3 separate regions of the Mus musculus genome follow, and regions 2 and 3 are each linked to region 1. The links are chromatin contacts, called in public HiChIP or PLAC-seq maps. All regions are on one chromosome and are shown on one strand. Each heading gives the region's core, a stretch centred on a gene start, on an enhancer-like site or on the middle of the called end of the contact. The rest is flanking DNA. Distances are from core to core; before and after follow the strand shown.

The links. HiChIP or PLAC-seq counts read pairs in DNA pulled down with a chosen protein or histone mark.
Region 2: an HNF4G HiChIP or PLAC-seq map of pancreatic cancer cells shows a contact between it and region 1. The contact joins the promoter of Ywhah here to the promoter of Fgfr3 in region 1.
Region 3: a contact with region 1 is called in an HNF4G HiChIP or PLAC-seq map of pancreatic cancer cells. The contact joins the promoter of Add1 here to the promoter of Fgfr3 in region 1. A contact is called at or near these places in 1 of 39 promoter capture datasets (neural stem cells) and 3 of 115 datasets of contacts at active chromatin or transcription factors (astrocytes, pancreatic cancer cells and stem cell-derived neural progenitor cells).

What each region holds. Positions count from the first base shown.
Region 1 is chr5:33,720,407-33,724,357 of GRCm38.p6, reverse strand. Fgfr3 (fibroblast growth factor receptor 3) reads right to left here and starts at 2,634. Exons shown (of 18, transcript NM_008010.5): 1 at 2,430-2,634; 2 at 1,847-2,052. The coding sequence starts at 1,949. RefSeq lists enhancers at 2,164-2,222, 2,053-2,429 and promoters at 2,585-2,789, 1,949-2,789.
Region 2 is chr5:33,017,523-33,021,237 of GRCm38.p6, reverse strand. It overlaps Ywhah (tyrosine 3-monooxygenase/tryptophan 5-monooxygenase activation protein, eta polypeptide), which reads right to left and starts at 2,422. Exons shown (of 2, transcript NM_011738.2): 1 at 2,084-2,422. The coding sequence starts at 2,170.
Region 3 is chr5:34,571,122-34,575,151 of GRCm38.p6, reverse strand. It overlaps Add1 (adducin 1 (alpha)), which reads right to left and starts at 1,488. Exons shown (of 16, transcript NM_001331082.1): 1 at 1,239-1,488. Mir7036b (microRNA 7036b) reads right to left here and starts at 1,001; the gene lies at 939-1,001.

The DNA of each region.
Region 1 (3,951 bases), core at 1,385-3,884:
ATTCTAGGCTCAGCATAGGAGCCAAAGCTTCAGGGTCTAAGATCAGCCCAGGTTAATGAACCACTGGGAGGGCCAGCAGGGCTCAAAGTCCAGCCTTGCAAGCAAGGTAGGGTTGGGGGGAGACAAGGAAGGTGGAAGGCCCTGCTTCTGCAAGCCGGCCTGGGGGTCAACTTCTGGATCCCCTAAGGGTTACTGTCTCCCACACTAAGCACACCAGCAGGGCTTGCCTCACCAAGGGTGGCCAGGTTAGGCCGGTACCTAGCCCCGCCGCACAGCCCTTGACCCCAGCCAGCTCCTGCTTGGTAATTTATGTTCCTAGGGAAAGCGCCAGCCCGGACCTCTGTAAACTTCACCAGGTCTTTGTATTTTTACAGCCCGGCCCATCTCGTTAAGGAACCGGATTAAGTTTATTGGCCTATCAATTCCCTACCTGTCTCACAAGCTCAAACGCAGAAGCGAGGGGCGGGCGATCCCACCGATCCCGGGCGGCCCGGCTCAGCTTCGGTTCCCGCAGCAGGGTCGTGCCAGGAGGCCACCGTCACTGCCTGAGGCACAGAGAGGGTGTGCGCTCCGCCCCGCCGCCCCTACCCGAGCTCACTGACACCCGACGCAAGAAGTAATATCTTCATCTGAATACACATGCTAATGTGGTCTCCTCGCGGGCCATTCGGCACCCGGGAAGCAGGGCAGTCCTAGCAGGCGCTAAAAGCGCGCGCTGACCTCCCGACCGCCTCTGTCACGCCGCTGAAAGACACGCACATTCAAGTTCCCGGCCCACTTTCATTCATAAAAAAAAAGAAAGAAAGAAAGAAAGAAAGAAAATGACATTGTTCCAGGAGGCTGCAGCCGCTGGAGAGAGGGGCGCGGGGGCGCCGGGAGGGGCACACCGCCATCTGCCTCCTCCCGCTGCGCCCGCCGCACTCGCACCTCCCCGAGAGGCCGCGCCGCCATCAATGCGCGGTTTGTGGCCGCCGAGGTACAAAGGAGCGGCTGTTCGGGCCTCAGCTCGGGTGGGGCGACAACTTACCGAGCGAAAGCCTCCCTTCGCGCGGCCTCCCGCCAGACCGCTGCTCTGCTTTGCCACGCTGCCACCGGGCACAGCCGGGGGCCGCGCGCGTCGCACCTCCGGGCAACCAAGGGACGCAGAGCGGACCGTGGCTCCCTTTCGCATCCTTGGCCTCCGGGCCCCGTTTGAGGGCATTCAAGTGTCCCATCGGACTTTGGTGGCCAGCGGGACTACCTAGGCGGCGCCAAGATCCTGGGACAACCGCCCCTCATCTCCCAGCGTGCGGCCTGAAGGGCAGTCTGTGCGCGCCCCTGGGAACCGACCCCTCAGGCCGCCTACAGGATAAGAGGGGAGCAGCCGCACTGAAGCTGTCACCTTGTCATGCGAAACCCTGAAGCTGAGCTTTGGCTGGGATACTACTATCCACCCCGCAACGTCCAGCCTTCCTTTAGCTGAAGCAGAGGAAGAACTGTTCCGGGAGAACGGCTGAATCAATAACAGGCATTTTTCCTCCTCTCAAATTCGAGAAGCAACAATAGGAATCGTGGGAAGTCAGCTCGCGCGCCTTCCCAACGCCCCTCTGCCTGGGACCACCGTCACGGGCACCGGTCCACGTGACGCCTCGCACTTGGGTGGTGGCTCCCAGCCTACAGACACCCCTATAAACTGCCGCGTCCGAGCTGACAGCGATCTGCGGGGCAGGGGACAAACCTCGGCGCACTAGCCCCTGTGGTGCTAATCAACCCGACGCCCCTTCCTCACCCAAGGGCTGTTCACCATTGCCAAAGCCCCTGTGATTCAGGGCCGGCCCCCAGAAGAACACCTTGGGTCAGTCCTTACCTGCCGCTCTCCGCACAACTCGCTGCTCTGGACCAGGAGGCTCGGAAGTAGCTCCAGCCACGACCGCCACGCAGAACACTAGCACGCAGGCCGGGACTACCATGGCTCCAGAGCGGGGGCCGCGGCGTCCTCAAGCAGCGCGCGCGGGCATGCTGCAACCCCCCACGCCCGGCTCCGGCGCCGGTGGGAGAACGCCTCTGTGGAGACTACAGGAGGAGAGCACTGAGTTACTCCGGAGGGCAGCGGGGAAGCGCGGCCTCGCTCCTGAACCCCGACCCCCGGCCGCCCCGCCCGCCGACTCCTAGCTCTCTCCCGGGCTGCCTGGCGCCGGCCGCCTCCTCCCAGCCGCGGTTCCTCCCTCCTCCTTCCCTCCCTGGTTGCCGCAGAGCCCTCCCAGGACGGAGGCAGTAGCCGCAAACTTTCCAGAGCGGGAAGCCCGCGCCTTGCCCCGGCCTCGCCGCACTTACGAACCGCTCCACTTCCCGCATATCTCACCCCCTGACTGCTTCTGAGCCCGCCCGGAACCTCCGAGTGCCAGCCGAGTCCTTCACACTAACCTGGCGGCCGCTAGAGCCCAACTCACCACGCGCGGCTCCGTCTCTCGGCCCGCTTTTCCAGGGTCTCCTCTGTCCCAGTGGCCGGCCGCCCACCACTGAGTCCCCCCGCCGGAGTGGATCGCACGGCGCCAGCTGCTCCCGCCACCCCCGCTGCCACAGTGCACTGAACTGGGGCTGCCCGGCGCGCAGCAGCCCGGGCGGGGGTTGGGGGGTGCTCCCGCCACGCCCCGAACACTCCCCTTCCCCGGCGGCCAGGGGGCGGGAGATCCGAAGAGGCGTGGTCAGGCGGGGGCGCCGGGCGGTCCCAGAGGGCGTGGGAGCCCAGCTGGGGCGGAGCAGGCGAGGCAAGGGTCGCACGCTCGACCCCTTGAAGCAATGCCGAGCTCAGGACTGTCTACCAGCACGCTTCTCCCTCCAATAAAGCTGTGCTCAAGGGCTCAGAAGGTTGACTTCGGTGGGGGTCTAGGTGTTAGGGCGTCTTCACAGTGAACTGGCCCCCTGAGCTGAATGAACCCTGTGCAAAGAGCACTAAATCCTCAGGTACAAAGCCTGACAGTTCCAGGAAGACAAATACAAATACGTGTGAACAGGTCTTCCAGTGAAGGATGGAGCAGAGTTTACATGATGAAAGACCCAGGGATTGCACCCTAGAAAAGACGGACACGCTGCTGTATTTATCAAACTAACCAGCTGCCTGCATCCTGCTCAGGAACGATGTCCACACTTCCCCAAGAACACACAGGTTTTGGAAGAAACTTACCCAGCCTCTCGGAATAGCGAGAAGAGCTGGGGATACAAAGCAGGGGAGCCTGCCCTACCCTAAGGCTGCCTGAACTCCAACCTATGGATGTCCTAGCACAGCACGCCCATCATGTGGGACACATTCCATCTGGGGAGTGTCACAATGACAGCTGGTCCCTGGAGGATCAGCCTGGTCACCCCATCATGCTGGCAAGCTGTAGGTCCTGCCTGGCAGAACTTCTGTAACAGCAACCACCCTGTGACTGATGGCCTCTCTACCCTCACAAGGCAGGGAACCTTGTCTCACTTTCAGACAAGTTCCACAAGGTCTGATGAAGCCTATGGGAGCCAGATACATGGGGACCTGGCTCAGTGCTTCTGCCCAGTCTGGCTGTATGTGGCTTGAAGAACTTAAAACTGCTCATGGGGGGGGTGGGGGGGGGAATGGCTCGTGGGTTACGAACACCTTTCACTGGCTTACTCATCACCCTTATCTTTCCCAGATAGCTGAGCAGGGAAAGCCCTGGCCCCAGAACCCTCATGCTCTCATCCCTGTGTGTCCACCCTAGAGCTGGGCAGCTCTGCCTACTGTTACTCCTGCTCTGGCCAAGGACCCCTCCCTGCAGACTGGCTAGAATCCAGTCCTGGGTTCCCATGGCACCCCCAGGCAGCTGCCCACAGGTCCTCTCCCAGGATGCCACCCCAGGGGGTCATAGCAGACATTCTCCCCTAATCTATTGGCAGATTAGTTATCAGTAAATGAACCAGAATGTGAGCTCTGACCCCTATTTCCACGCCCTTCGTCTG
Region 2 (3,715 bases), core at 1,173-3,672, 700 kb after region 1:
TTCTGAGTTCGAAGACAGCCAGGACTACATAGAGAAACCCTGTCACGAAAAACCAAAAAAAAAAAAAAAAAAAAAAAAAAAGAATTTCATCTACAAACTATACCAACAGGCAAATGAGATAAAAGTACATCCCATTAATACAGGTGGGACAAACATGAATTCTGATAGAAAATACTCCTCGTTTTTAACAGTTTATTTGAGGGAATGTTTTACCATAAATTTGATGGTACAAATATTAAATTCTCAATGTTTGATATCTTTTCCAACTGATGAATCATTTTAGACATAGATTATAAATTTCAAACACAAAGGTCCATTAGCTTTTGCAAAATGTTTCCTCAATGCCTCGGAGAACATCTGTGGATACAAGCAGGAAATTGCAGAACACTCTTCAAGGCCATTTAGAAACACACCAGAAACCTTTTCTTTTTTTTCCTGCTAAAATTGTTTTTTTCTTATAATCTCTCTCTAGTCTTTCCTTTCTTCCCACCTCAGGATAGTTGATAGCTCCAGACATCTGATGGCCATTTCCCCTTTACTGTGTATCCTCTTCATTTTCAGAGGTCCTCCCTAAACTGCCCAAACCTCCAAGCCCACTCACATATGGAGCAAAGGCCCCCTAAGCCAGCTGTTCAGGGAGAGGCCTCAACTTGCACAATACCAGAAACATTTAGACATTTAGTAGTGACTTGGTGTGTGGATAGAGGTGGCTTTCAGGGTACACTTTAGTAATATCAGTCTTGTTTCCAAAAAATTTTGCAAAACTGTTATTTTAAATTCATTTTCTCAAAGAATCCACAATTTCTTCAGAAAAATTCATACCCCAAACCTAGAATGTTCCCTGGTATAAATGAATGCTTCTAACCAGAAAAGCATACCATAATGCTGAAATCAGTATCACCAAGGAATCAACAAATGGCCTGCCTGTGATGTTGCTGGATTCCAGAGACATCCTGCTGAATGTGTACAAGGACCCTGGAGGAAAGCTAACTTGATTATTGTTCTTACCTGAGAAAATCCTAAATGTTGGCCTCAATTTTCTATTTCATGTAGTATCAAAATACAATTTCCAAATTAAATGTGTATGGAGTATGTGGGTTTAAGAAAGCCTTTCAAAGACTAGCCATAGGTCATATGAGCTACAATTCAGGGCAGTTAATACTTAGGTCAGCTAAAAACTGCCCAAGGGCTGCTAAAATGCAGATTTCTGGGTCTCACCCTCAAAAATGTTTATGTATTTAGAAGTCTAAGGTGGAATCCAAGGAAATTTTCTCCCTAGTCTTAAGAGCTAGGTGGCCACAGTTGTAATTCTGCCACTGTGTGACCTTGACAAGAAATATTCTTTTAGAAAAAACCCAGGATGATGTGAAGAGTTGTCTATAGTGATGTGGTAACAGAACTCCAAAGTCTTGGGTAGGCAGGTAGGCTCTAGGCTAAGCTATTGACTAGGGTGTGGCTGGGCAGGTCTCCTTTACCGGAAATCAAGCTCCAGAATCCATCTCTGAGGGTCTCAGGAATGCAAAGGCCCCCAGGGTTGCTTCGTTTTCATTTCATCTCCAGGAAGGCACGCAGCATGGACCGTTGGGATGTATGCAGGGACCCACACCCTCCTTCACGCCCAGGACTGCTGGAAAGGGGTCTTCCCACACAAAGCCAGACCCGAGGTGTGGAAAGTGGGGGAAAAAAACAACTTCAGACAAGCAAACCAAACCGGTCGTAGTAGAGAAAACCAGGAGATGGGTCTCCACTCGCGGATGAGCCTTTATTACAAGTGGGTGAATGGTGGAAGGAAAGCGCCTTTCGCCCAGGTCCGGCAGAAGGGTCTAGAAGCAGGAACGCGACTTCCTCCTTTCCTCGGGCACCCCCTCCCCCACCGGGGCTCTGCGCTAGGACACGGCGACCCCCGCCCGCCAGCCACCGAGAGGCCTCCCGGGGAGACCCCGCCCCGGCCAGGCCGCAGGAAACGGAGAGTCCAGCGGCCGCCGCGCCCAAAAGGTGGCGGCGCGTAGGGAGAGAGCCGCCGCCCAGGCTCGGGCCGCCCCGCCCCGCAGCCCCCGGCCGCCCGGCTCCCCAGCGCGCTCACCGCCTTCATGGCGGAGGCCATATCGTCGTAGCGCTCCGCCTGCTCCGCCAGTCGCGCCCGCTGCAGCAGCTGCTCTCGATCCCCCATGTCGCTCGCGACTCGGCCTCGCCTCGCACGCCCACACCGCCTGCTCACTCGCTCGCTCGCTCGCCCGCCCGTCCGCTTCCCGGTCGCCGCCGAGGCCGCTACCGCGCACGCGCACTGGCTCGCCGGCTGGCGGGAGGCTGCAGGCTGCGCCGCCGCTCGCGCCTTCTCGCTGGCTGGCTGCACGCGCTGTGGCGAGCGCCGCGGAGCCGCCGAGAGAGGATAGGGGGCGCCGCGGGCGGGCGGGCGGGCGGGGAGGACGCGACCACGCCTGCGCACTCGGATCAGCCCGCCGAGCTACGGGAGGGGGCGGGGCGGCCCAGCCCTAACGGTCTTTTTAAGGTGACGTCACCTACTATAAATAGCCGCGGCGAGGGCCGCGCTGGAGAGCTGCGCAGGCGCCTTAGGAGTACTGCAGTTTACCGCCGCAGCGTTGGAGGGTGGGGAGCGGCTGGGGCGCGGCGATGGTGGTTCCGCAGGCAGGCGTTGTCGCAGCCCTGGCCAGGAAAACGCTACAGAACCCATGATAGAGCTCGGGCTTGAGAAGCAGATACCCGCAGATAACCCTGTATGGAAAAGCCGAGGCGCCCCGGACCGAGGGGCGGCTTTGTTGGGTGTTGCCACCTCCAGCAAGCGGTCAGCTCTGTCAGCGGCGTGGGGTGGGTCCTGCCCTTTGGGACAGCCCCTCACAGACACACTAGAATCCACAATACTGCAGGGTAGTGCCATCCTTAAAACTGACCTTGGGCCAGCTCTGGCTTGCACAGGAAGGGATAGGGAACTTGGCAGAGCGGAGTAGCGTTCAGGACATACCTACGGGGACCTGACTTACTGTTGGGCCTTGACTAGCACTAACCTATTTCATACAACCACTCCGGGAAAGGCTCAGCAGGTCCCCCATTCTTCAAAGCAGAAGTGCAATCTACAACCCTGGTAAACCTAGGAAAACCAAAAGTTGGCAACTATCAGGGTCGACTTAGCCTGGTTCAAATCTTTTTAGGGAATTAGTGATTATAGGTCAGAGGTGCAGTGTTGGCCTGGAGGGCCTGATGCTCAGTGGAAGAAGGAACAAAAATTCAAGGCAAGGTGACATATCCTATTTGTGGAGGGGCCAAAATCTAATTTCAGTGTCTTCTTGGATTTCTGTGGCGATGGACTGGACACTAAGCCTTCACCGCTCCTGTCGTTCTGTGCTAAAGGTCCCTGGGTTGGACCTCAAGCTAGAAAAAGTGCAATTAAAACAAAACAGTCTGGCATGGTGGAACATGTCTTTAATCCTAGTAGCCAGGAAACAAAGGAACAGGCAGGCATATCTCTGAGTTCTAGGCCAGTCAGGGATACACAGAGAAATCCTGTCTGAAACACACACACACACACACACACACACACACACACGGCTGTTACACAAAGAGAAGCCATGCACACACATAAGAAAAATCTAGCCCACTGTAGCACAGAAGAAGGGGCCTTAGGTTCACTGAGGAGTGTGTGTGTGTGTGCTCATGTTGAAGACTGCTCAGGAGCCATGTTTTTGTTTTTGTTTTTGTT
Region 3 (4,030 bases), core at 239-2,738, 850 kb before region 1:
AGAATTCCTAGTCGCTTCATTTGCTGACTCTCACTAACCTACACACACATGAGTAAACTAACCACACCGACCTGCACCTCTGCGAAACCACATCTAAACCCTGAAAAGCTGTTCTGAAGGTCAACACCATTCATACTTCCTCAAAAAACAACTTTACTATCAGGGTGTGGTGTCAACCTCAAGGTAATCCTAGAACTAGGGGCAGAGGCAGAAATTTTCAGTTCCAGACCATTCTGGGCTGCGAATTGACGAAGCATAGCAAAGTTTTAGAATTAAAATGTGATCCCTACGTCACTGGCTTTAATTAAAGACTGCGATTTTTAGAATCCCACCCGCATAAAACTCACCTCCGACCTGCAACCTCCTTCCTCTCTGGAGCCTGTTGAGTCCACCCACGACTCCCAGCTTGCTTGCAAAGGAGACATAGCGGATCCCTTAGCAATCTAGTTCCTATCCCGACTGAGATTTCAACCCACTTTTGACAAACACACAATCTCTCTGAAATTCTTGAGCAGTTATGCATAGACAGATTTTAGCTTTGTTCTTGGTCTTTGGGAGTTTAACAACGTTAGGCCTAAAATCATGGTCAAAACAACAGCAGTTTCAGGTGAACCAAAATATTTATTTTTAAGATGGGTGTGCATAAAACAAACACAACTCATCTACCAAATACCTTGAACCAGGAACTGAATTATAAAAACGAAGTGTTTTTAGGAAGAGGTCTGAACGATAAAACAGAGAGGAAAGGCAAGCCCCATCTCCAGGAAGTTCCACGACCACCTCATTACTACCATCCGTGGACAGAGCTGGCTTTTTTCTCTTGGGGCAGAAGGTGTCAGTTTTTAAAAGAGCCGACAAGCGGAACCCAGATGCACCTTTCCACAATCTCTGCAGTGACCAGCATTTGGAGCCACCATTAGCACAATGCTGACCCGGGAGGACCCCGAGGCCCACCAGGAAGCTCAGAGCCGAGCAAGCCGCTTCCACAGAGAACCCCGCGTCCGTCCGGGCCATCCTGGGAAGCGACGATGCAGTGTCCTCGCCCCCGCACTCGGAGGCAAGCACCTAGACCCCGGGCACCCCGCGCCGCAGCGACCTAGCCGCGCCCTCCTCAGCGCACCAGAGGCGCCCCAGAGGCCCCGGGCCCTGCCCAGCCCTGCCCTGCCCGCCCAGCACCGCCGCCCCTGCCCTACGCCCGCTGGGGGCCCCGGAGACCTCGCCGCGCTCCCGGGCCTCACCTCCGCGGAGAATCGGGGAGAGAGCACGGCTTCCCGGGTCCGAGTGCGGCCGCCGCCTCGCCTGCGGCTCGCGCTGGGCTCCGCCCCCTGGCTGCCGCGCACCCCCCGCCGCCTGCAGCAGCCCTCGTCCTCTCCCGCCCTCAACCCTCACCCCTCTACTCGCCCCCGCCGCCAAGCTGGGTGCGGCCTGCGGCGCTGCGGCCCAACAATGCACAGCCCCATTGGTCTGAACGCCCTACCGCCGTCCAGCACTACTCTCTGTTATTGGTCAATCTTAAGCAAGGGGCAGGCCCGGAGAAGGGCGGGGCCCTGGGAGGCGGAGAGAAGGGTAGACTCCGGCCTCCGGCTGAAGGCGGTGTCACAGTGGGATTAGGGGTCGCTTTGGCTGCGTCCGGGACGGCGGGCTGGTGCACCTGCTCACAGGAACGCTAGTTCTCCCACTGAGACGGTCAGACCCACAAACTGACTGCGAACGGACACGGTCTAGGTGCGCTTCAGGCGAGAAGATCAGTAGGCAGTTTGGGAGACTGGGCTGTCAATCAGGGTGGAGTCAGGACTGAGATGTCTGTGTGTGCTCTGATAAAGCTCCACAGACAGGAAGGGCCCGCCGGATGACAGTGGATTAACAAACACCGAGGCCTCTTCAGAGGCAGGGAATGAGGCTAGGTGAGGCCTTGGCAGAACCAGTCCACCTGGCAGCGACCTGGTAAACTAACCTAAGGATCAAGTCCCTACTGTCTCTCCTGTCAACTGAATCCTAAAAGACCCAAAGGAAACAAAGGGGTCCCGCTCCTGGTTCCCTTCAAACCATTAAAGGTTGAAGCCTCGAGCCTGGCTCAAGTGACAGAAGTGTGTATCCAAGCCTCTCCTCAGCCAGGCGTGGTGGCGCACGCCTTTAATCCCAGCACTTGGGAGGCAGAGGCAGGTGGATTCTGAGTTCGAGGCCAGCCTGGTCTACAAAGTGAGTTCCAGGACAGTCAGGGCTACATACACGGAGAAACCCTGTCTCAAAAAACAAAAACAAACCGATCCTCACAGCAAGAGCTCTGAGTTTGACCCCATAAGGGTCAGAGAGGTTGTGGATTCCAGTCAGTACCCTCTGTCCTAGGAACATTTGCCCTACATGTTGACTGTTCTCAGATGACTTTTCTGACATCCTCCAGCACCCAGCAACAAGTCTAATGCCAGTGAAAGTTTGCTGAAGAGAGAGAGTTTTCGATAATCAACTGTCATTCTCCATGATCCATCTGTTTTCTGCACTGGCCAGATAGGAGAGTTAAACGGAGATGTGGTGGGAACCACCACCCCTGCATCTTTCAAGTCCTTGATAGTGGCAGTAATTTCTGCAATTCCTCCAGGAATACGATACTGTTTTTGATTCACTATTTTCTTTGGCAGAGGCAACTCTAAAGGCTTCCATTTGGCCTTTCCAACCATAATAGCCCTCACTCTACAGTTCAGGGAACCAATATGAGAATTCTGCCAATTTCTGAGTATATCTATCCCAATTATACATTCTGGAACTGGGGAAATCACCACAGGATGTGTCCGGGGACCTATTGGACCTACTGTGAGTCGGACATCAGTCAAAACTCCATTAATCACCTGCCCTCCATAAGCCCCTACTTTAACTGGAGAGAGGGTTGAGTGATTAAAAATGAAATATATAGAGATATAAAAGTTTAGAAATGTTGCCTATAAGTCCAGCTACAAGAGATCCAACACACTCCTCTGTACTCTGTGGGCACCTGCTCTCAAATAAGATATAAAAATGAAATCAGACATGTACAGATGAAAAAAATCCACAGTGTGACAAAACACTGAATGGGGTTAGGAGACAATTTGTCCTCAAAAGAAGTGATTTCTTAACTTGAAGACACAGGGCAAATGCACAGCATAAAGAAACTGGGCAAGATTGAACAGCATACGAAGGAGATGTAGGACTTCATAGGGGGTGAAAGGGCAGAAATATTTGAAAATTTAAAGTCAAAAATTCAAGGAACTCAAGTAGGGGAGATGGCTCAGGAGGTAAGGGCACTTGTTGCTCAAGCATGAGGACCTTAGTTTCAGGCCCCAGCACTCGTAAAAAGCAGGGCATGGCCATGCACCCCTGTAACCCGGCTATTAAGGGTGGAGATGGGGATTACTGGGGCCTGCTGGCTGCCACACTAGCTCTAGGTTCAGTGAGACACCCTGTCTCAAGGGACTAAAGGCAAAGACTGATAAAGAAAAACACCTGATGGCCTGGCCTCTGCACATGTGTACACATATACCCAACATACATATATCACATTCATACATATACACAAAAGGAAAAAGGAACCCGGTTAAGTCACTTCTAAATGCTACTGAGCCCTGAAGTGGGTTCAACCAGAACCAGAGATACTGCCCCCAGACCCCATGCTCCTCACTACTGTAATCCACTGTCTCCTAGTCCATGTGTGCTACATATAAGGATTCTGCATGTCACAACCATGTGTATTCACCAGAGAACGCTGCTTGGACATAGGTTTAAGTCAATACAAAGTCTTTAATGGCTGGCTGGCGACTACACTGGGTGCTTGGGATCTCATGTAGCACTGAGCCTTTTTTAGGGTCCTTTTAAGATGGATTGACATACTTCAGTGAACAAGAACAGTCAGCCAGAAGCAGAACCACAGAAGCCAAAAGGCAAGGTGAGTTAGTACATTCGGAGACTTTCCCAGGCCTACAGACTCTCCCTCGTATCTCTGGGTCTTTGTTTTAGCAGGTGGTGCCATCTACTCGATGAGTTTTAAAGGCTGAACAAGACT